Linked DNA regions of Sus scrofa: region 1 is linked to region 2. The links are chromatin contacts, called in public HiChIP or PLAC-seq maps. All regions are on one chromosome and are shown on one strand. Each heading gives the region's core, a stretch centred on a gene start, on an enhancer-like site or on the middle of the called end of the contact. The rest is flanking DNA. Distances are from core to core; before and after follow the strand shown. Region 1 holds the start of LIN52 (lin-52 DREAM MuvB core complex component). Region 2 holds the start of NUMB (protein numb homolog).

The links. HiChIP or PLAC-seq counts read pairs in DNA pulled down with a chosen protein or histone mark.
Region 1: an H3K27ac HiChIP or PLAC-seq map of skeletal muscle shows a contact between it and region 2, with 4 times the contacts expected there. The contact joins the promoter of LIN52 here to the promoter of NUMB in region 2. A contact is called at or near these places in 1 of 5 promoter capture datasets (fetal liver) and 2 of 2 datasets of contacts at active chromatin or transcription factors (alveolar macrophages and skeletal muscle).

What each region holds. Positions count from the first base shown.
Region 1 is chr7:97,380,468-97,384,748 of Sscrofa11.1, forward strand. LIN52 (lin-52 DREAM MuvB core complex component) reads left to right here and starts at 1,883. Exons shown (of 6, transcript NM_001185836.1): 1 at 1,883-1,920. The coding sequence starts at 1,890. ALDH6A1 (methylmalonate-semialdehyde dehydrogenase [acylating], mitochondrial) reads right to left here and starts at 1,418. Exons shown (of 12, transcript XM_005656399.3): 1 at 1,267-1,418. The coding sequence starts at 1,314.
Region 2 is chr7:96,796,607-96,800,436 of Sscrofa11.1, forward strand. It overlaps NUMB (protein numb homolog), which reads right to left and starts at 2,084. Exons shown (of 9, transcript XM_021099490.1): 1 at 1,856-2,084.

The DNA of each region.
Region 1 (4,281 bases), core at 633-3,132, 580 kb after region 2:
ATCTCACCTCAAAATCCAAGTCCTTGCTAGGCTGTGGACAACATAGGAAAAGCTATGTATGAATAGTTGGAAATCACAGGTCTCAGGCAGGCAGCTCCTGTAGCTCTATCTACTGTCTGCCCTTAGGCTGGCTTCAGAGAGGACCTGGTCCCTCCACCTCCACTCCCAGCCCCACCTCTGAGGGCAGAACTGAGTCACACTAAGGTGATTTTGGAGTGGGAACTTAGAACGTTACACCTGTTTTCCTTGGCTTTTATTTTCTGCCACTTGTTTCAGAGGTGTTTAGTCCTTTGCATGTGCTTGGAACAAACCGGGTAGCATTAACTATGTGTCCTTATTCACCGCCAACATAAACACTAACTTGGCTGAGCAAAAGTTAAACTCAAAGTCTCAGCAAGCCAAGAGGACAGCCTAGCTTGTGGAAAATACAGAACCACGGAGTTCCCGTCGTGGCTCAGTGGTTAATGAATCCGACTAGGAACCATGAGGTTGTGGGTTTGATCCCTGGCCTTGCTCAGTGGGTTAAGGATCCGGCGTGGCCGTGAGCTGTGGTGTAGGTCGCAGAGGGGGCTCGGATCTAGCGTTGCTGTGGCTCTGGCGTAGGGCGGCGAAGACCGCTCCGATTAGACCCCCAGCCTGGGAACCTCCATATGCCGCGGGTGCGGCCCCAGAAAAGGCAAAAAGACAAAAAAAAGAAAAGAAAAAAAGAAAATACAGAGCCAAAGCTGGGGAAGATAGCTCAGCAAATGGCTGCTTTGAGGGAAAGCTTAGTGTGCACTTCTAGAAGGAGACTCAAAGTTCACTCACTGACCCTCACCCCTCAAGTCCTTCCTCCTCCTCCCCTCCGCCCACGCCTTTACCTCGGGTTATAGAGTGAAGTAGGGTTGGGGAAGGGAACAATTTGGACGCTCCCAGAGAATGCCAAGAAAGGCGACCAGAAAAGGAGCTTCTGGAGCAGAGAGGTGGTTGGTGCAGAGGTGAAAGGGAAAGACGGTGGGCAGACCTACAGAGGTGAGGGCAGGGACCGGGCACGGCTGGAGGAGGAGAATGGTCTAAAGCCTGAAAGGGGTAGGCTCAAGAATAAAAAGGCCACGGGTAATAGTCCAGGGCTGGATCCAACGCAAGTGGATACCGAGTGAGATGTGGGACAGGGCCGCTCAGGTCCGATGGGAATAGGAGGGTCGGCCAAGGGGGGGTTGGTTCACAAAGCGGATGGAAAGGACTGAATTCCTAGTTTCATGAACCCTTGGCGCCACCCTCACTCGCCTGCAGGATCCGGGCCCGCACTGCCGCCGCAGCCAGCACCGCCGCCATGGTTCTCGGTTGCCTCTTCTCAGCCCCCCACGCCTTTCTGTGAGACTGTCCAGAAACACTACTGCTGCTAGGCCTTGCCCCTCCATCCTGCCGAACCTCTTCATTGGTGGAGAGGACTATTTCCCCTAGCCAATCACACGCCTTAACACTGACTCCACGCCCTCAGTGCCCAGTTCTGGGCGTATGCGATTGGTCAGAAGTGATAGAGCTCTCGCCTCCTCCCGCCTCAACAAATTCTGCTGGCGGAGGTGGGGAAGACGCCCCTGACTTGGATACTCTATATTGAGAGCACGAGGAAGACGCCCCCGAATTCGGAACTCCGATTGGCCACAGGCATGGCCGCAGCCCCACCCACTCACTGAGGAAAGTAAATAGGACTCTGCAAGAATTTTCAGCAGCGCCAGCACATCCACAGCGCGAGGGGGTGTGGCTAGCCCTGGGGGCGGGGCTACGGAAGATTACCCTATGGGGCGGGGAAACGAGACAGGACAGAGGGTTGGGGAATAGGGTTTCTCTCTGGGGGCGTGGCTTATGGACCCTAGCTTTCCCGCCGACGGTTGGCAACGTCACGTGACATGGGTTGGAAGATGGCGTCTCCCACAGACGGTAAGAGCCGGCTTATAGACCCTTCGCTTGCGACCTCCTTCTCTGTTCTCCTGGGAACTTACAGATGCTCAGAGAGAATCTCTCCGTCTGCCCCTCTAACTTACACCTTTTTCGTGGCCTTCTCGCCTTTCCCTTTTACTTTCCCACGGTATGTGGGTGCGTCTTCAGCTCGCTGGTTCTTCACAGAGGCTCCGGAGGTGCCCAGTTTCTTTGCAGTGTGCCAGGCGGATGGAGTAGGGCACCCGATTGGGACCCATTCCGGGCAAAACAAGGAGGGCCTCTCTGGTCCTCCTTTAGCCGCATTTGAGTGAGGCTGAGGGCCAAGGAGGAGATACTGCTGGGGTAAAGGAGGTGTCTCAGTGTAGCTTTCTCTTTCTCAGGGCGCCCCTTTGAAGGTTCGATTCTCTTTGAGCATCTGGAACGATTCTCTCACGCTAGCTAGGGTTGGTGGCAGACCTAATCTCGGGATTGAACCGCAAGGAAAATGTGATTCTCTCCTCCCTCCTCGGATTGGGACCGTTGTTCTGGCAGCAAGGGAAGCAGGAGACCCCTCTTGGTCCCTCTCAGTGAGAGTCCCTAGGAAAATGACAATTGAGCTTTTTAGTGTAGTCATGCACATTCATTCACTCAGCGTCTTTCTTCTATGTTATGTGTTGTTTCCTAAGGCTGAGTGAATGAATGATTTCTGCTTATATGTTGTATAAGAAGCAAGTCATCTGAGGTAGCAATTAAGTGGTTTTGGTATATCCACAGGGTTTTGCGCTCCGTTCTGCTTTAGGGTTAGGGTCTTGCAGTCATTTCTAAGCTCAGTTTTTGCCTCGACAAAATGCTTGCAGTCGTTTCTAAACTCAGTTTTGCATCTCCACGTCCATTTCACTTATACTTAGTTTTCTCTCAAACAAAGGAATTTTGTGTATGGAAGGAATCTTGGAAGTTCATTTCAAGAATGAGGAAGTTGAGGCCTGGAAAGCTATGCTGAGATCCACTATTCGAAAGGCATTATTATTCTAATTGCTTTGGGAGAGGAAAAGATTAATCAAACATGTAATATTTTTTCAGTTTCATTTAAATGTCACCTCCCAAAAAGGCTTTCCCAGAACACTGTATCTGTTTCTGGAGTTGCCTCACTTCACCATTATTCTATCTCAGTACCCTCATCCACAGCATAGTTATTCTGTTAACTTTGCCCCTTTCACACTAGCTTGTAAATTCCAAGACTGTCATGTTCATAGTTGGATCCCAGGGCTTAGCACAGTACCTGGCAGGAAGTAGGTCTTCAATTCACATTTATTGAATGAATGATTAGATATATACATAAATAATGTATTACTTAGTCTTAAGTTTTAACTGAGTGTTAAGTTTTTTGAGCATGGGTACGTACTGCAGAGGAAATTATGGGTGTAAAGAGTCAAAAGAGGAGTTACCATTGTGGCTCAGTGGTTAACGAATCCGACTAGGAACCATGAGGTTGCAGGTCCTATCCCTGGCCTTGCTCAGTGGATTAAGGATCCGGCGTTGCCGTGAGCTGTGGTGTGGGTCGCAGACACGGCTGGGATCCTGAGTTGTTGAGGCTCTGGCGTAGGCTGGCAGCTACAGCTCTGATTAGACCCCTAGCCTGGAAACCTCCATATGCCGCGGGAGCGGCCCAAGAAATGGCAAAAATATAGGAGAAAAAAAAAAAGAGTCAAAAGAGATTCTTCTGCCTGGGTGCTCTCTTGTTAAAATGTGCTTTTTTTTTTTTTGCCTGGAAAAAAAGGACATTTAAAAAGTTAACCAAGGGTATGAGGAGCTACTGTTTAATGGGTATAGACTTTTAGTTTGGGAAAGTGAAAAGGTTCTGGTAATGGATAGTGATGATGGTTACCCAACAGTGTGAATGTACTTAATGCCTCTGAACTGTACACTTAAAACTGGTTAAAATGGTAAATTTTATGTTGTGTATATCTTATCACAATTTTAAAAAACCAGCCAAGGGAGAGAAGTAGAAGTAATTGCTATTTAAAAATTTTAGTTTATTACTAAGTTGTGTATACATATATATTTTTTTGTTTCTTTTTAGAGCTACACCTGCGGCATATGGAGTTTCCCAGGCTAGGGGTCTCCCAGTCTAGGGACTGAATCAGAGCTGTAGCTGCTTAACCCACTGAGTGAGGCCAGGGGTGGAACCTGTGTCCTCATGGATACTAGTCGGATTCATTAATCGCTGAGCCACGACAGGAACACCAAAGTTGTTTTTATATTTTTAAGTTTTGTTCCTCATGTTTGATTTTACCCCATCTTCTCTCAATTTCTTTTCCTTTCTTTGGCCAGGGAGAATATTGGAAGTGTATTTTTCCCCTTTGGTGTTCTAGCCATCTCCAC
Region 2 (3,830 bases), core at 834-3,333:
ACTTAGGACAGGGTTTCTCTTATATTAGGTTTTTGGGTTTTTTCTTTTGCAAGTTGCTTCTACTCATCCCTAGCAGGGCAGACAGGTATTTTAAGGTTGGTATTATTACTCTTTTCAAAAAAGCAAGAGGTTCTTGAAGTGTGGTCCCCTGACCAATACAAGCATCACCTGAGATAAATGCAAATTCTCAGACCCAAACCCAGCCCTAACTGAATCAGTAGAGCTAGCAGACTGCTGTTTAACAAGTCCTCCAGGTGATTCTGGTGCAAATCAAAGTTTGAGAACAACCGCATTAAGGAATTCAGGTCTTCCTTTATCTTCTACACATTTGATAATCCAGTACACAGTGCTTACTCTGTGCCAGTCATCAGCCTAAAAGTTCCACAAAACATTAACTCACATGAGAAAACAACCCTTAAAAGTAGGAACTCTATTATACAGATGAAACTTCAGCACAGAGAGAGGTTAAGTTGTCGAAGCTAGGTGGTGGAACTAGAATTCAAACTTATTTTTAAATTGACATAAGTAAGTCTGTCCTCTTCATGCCCCTCCTCTTGCTGATCAAGTCCGCAGTCCTACTCCTTTATCTCGGCTACTCCTTTTCCCATTCAAATCTCCCATCCTGCCAACGTCCTTATTTTCTAGCATTATTGCTGTCGTCCTAAAACAAATTTCTAAAGCAATGGAATGCGAGTCACAACCTTGCTCTTAAAACACTTTCTCTGATCCTAGATGGCATCTTAGTATTGTGAAGCTGAAACTTCTATTTCTTAGGTCCTTACAACCTATTAAGGGCCCTATGTTAATTTCTCATATCTACGGTTCTGGCCAGTTTCCACAAGACCACGCTTCCTGGGCAACTTTCTGGCTCCTTCCTACTACGCCCTATCTTCTACTCCCTTCCTACAAGGAAACTACTTTTCCCCGCCTACCCGTATCATTTTCCTTGATTTAACTCCAGCTGAGAGAACTTCCACTCCTCAGCTAGACCCCTCACCCTGACGTCAAACCCAAGCTACCCCCATGAGGATTTTTTTTCCCCTGATCTCTTGTGGATCCTCAGACCCAGGAGTTCCCAGTCTGATCTAGGATCTTCCATCCCAGACCAGCGGTGGGGGGCAGGGCGCTCCGGTTCCTAACTTGTTCAAGATCTCCATGGGTCAGACCCTCCGAAGATCCGTAACAGTCCAAGAGCGCTTCTCCCTCGGACAGCCGCCCTTCTCAGGAGGGTGCTCAGCCCCCTCCCTGTCTTTCCTAGACGCCCTTTCTCCGACCCCGGCTGCTCCCAGTACCCTGGACCCCGACCTCCCTCGGTCTCTCTTCTCTCTCGAACCCAAGCCACTCCCAGTCTACGGCCCCCCGAGCCCCTCCCCGGCTTTCTCCGCTCGGGCCGCTCCCGGGATTCCCTGTTTCCACTTTTTCCTCGCTCCGAAGCTGTCCTGGGTATTCCCGAGTCACCCTGCCCTCGGACCAAGTCGTAACCCGCCATCCCCTCTCTAGGAGCCCAGTCGCTCCCGTCTCCCTACGGACCTACCCCTCACACACCCGCAGCCAGTCAGTGCCCCAGACCCGAGCGGCTGGCTGGGCGTCCCAAGGAAGCTCCCGGCCCAACTCGCTTGAGTCCGGCCCCAGCCTACCTTGCCAGCGCGAACTCCGCCGCCGGGAGCCGGGCGGTTCTCGCACTAGCCCAGTCAGCGCGAACTCGCGGCCACCGCCCCCGCCCTGGCCCCGGCCCGGGCCCGACCCGGCCTGCAGCCCAGGCCCCCTTCCGCAGGCCTCCGCCTCCGGATGACCGAGCTGGAGTTTTCGCTCGGAGATGGCCCTCAGCCTTCAGGCCCGCGTTACAGGCACTCACCTGCCGCTATCCTCGACCAACTCCAGCGCCACTGCCTCTACCTCGGCCGCCGGCAGCCACCAAGCGCCACCACCTCCCCCATGACAACAGGCCCACCCCGTTTCACACTTCCTACCTCTCCATTGGATAGTGGTGATACAGCTCTCTGCTCTTATTGGCTTAGTTTACCCGTCCGTCATAGCTTCCTTACCGCCCCTTTTCCTGGACCCGGTATTAGCCCCCTCCCGGACCTGGACCGTCCCAAGCCCAGCTTTAGTTGTAATTGGTTGACGGTTGGGCAGTTCGAAATCCTGATAGGCTGCAGAAAGTGTCTATTAAATCAACCTGCAAGGGATGTGGCGGCGACTGTTGGTTCGAGCTTGGGCAGTTTGGTTGCGCAGTAGAAAGCAAGGAAGGGGCAGGCGCTTATTGTCGGAGGGGAAAGGTTAACTCTTTGTTGTAAAATTGACTCTGTAAACATCCCTTTCTCCAACTTCCTCTCTGTAAGGAGAAACTTACCACTGCCTGCTCACCCAGAGGGCAGTACTTACCAACAGCAACATCAGAGTTGGCGTTTAAAGACTCATTAGCGGCTTCTTGAAAGAAAAGCACGTAGATGAAAATTTCCTCCTCTTCGCTTGAAGTCCTAAGGTGCTCAGTTACCTTAAAGTTCATCTCCATGCTAAAGGGCAAAGAACCACCACTGAAGTTAGTCCACTTTGGTTGCAGTTATAAACGTCGTTAATGAATTGAAGTGGTATGTTGAGAGTTCTGCAGCTTTCAGACGCAGCGCTGGATGTCTCCTGCAAGGGACCAGGCAACCATCAGCAAGTTTGGACTATATGGGCCACATTTTACCCTTGTGATGCTCTGAAAAGGAGAATTCAGCTCCCCGTAACTTGCTTTCTATGCTCAGCAGTTCTTAAATAGCCCTACTAGATGTGTGTCAGATACTTTAAAAGCTTGTCTTTTTTTCTGAACCTCTCTTCCCAGCAGTCTAAATTAAGACCATTGAATGAATTGCAGTTCTTTTCTCACATGGCACAATGTACAAGAATAAATGATTGCATTTTTTATTCATTTGGGTACAAATCACAGTAGGCACTTTTGAGAAATCTGGTGTTGCTATAAAAACTCTTGTACTCCTAGAAATATATCCACCATTAGCTTTTTGCTTTTCTTTTTCATTTCTGCCCACTCTGCCTGTTCATAAATAACAAAATGCTCACCTAATTACCCTTTCAGTTTCTAAATCAGATTTAAATGTACCCTCCTCACAATTCCACCTATAACATAAACCCCATGGGTCATGAAACATACTCAAGGATGGACTGGAACAGGTTGAGGATGTACTTCCCTCTTAAACAGCACTTTATGGTTGGGGACTTGCTGTGGAACCAAGAATCTGGACTTTGCTCCTTACTTCTTCCTGCTAACTCTTTGTTCCATATTTCTTCTATTTACCCTTCTTTCCTTTGCCAGCAAGCAATAAGAAGTCTAAAACTGCATGGTTTGTTATCTCCCTCAAAATTGTCTATTTTCTAACATATATTTTTAGTCACGTTTAAATAAACTACATACTTCCATCACCAAACTAAGAGGAAATTATTCCTCCAGCAACTCTACGTAACAATAAGATGTCTTTTCCTAGTTATTTTCCGGAACTTTCCTCCCCCTTCTCTCATCTTCACCTTCCAATTTAGAAATAACCTCCCCTTCAATTCAATGACTCATAAAAAGCCTGTAAAAGGAAAGTGGAAAAGCCAAAATAACTTTAGTGATGTCTGAATCACCCAGTTGAGGGAAAGATCACACATTGACCAGGATAAGATGGAGTCCAAGGCTTAACAAAAGCCTGAACTAACATCCCATAATAAAAGAAGTAACATGTAAATGTGAAGATGCTCCAGTAAGAAGGAGATATCGGTATGTCCCTTACACAGCTTTTTAATGTATTACCAGCAGCTTTCTTCTCTCTAGTCTTGGCAGTGTGCCC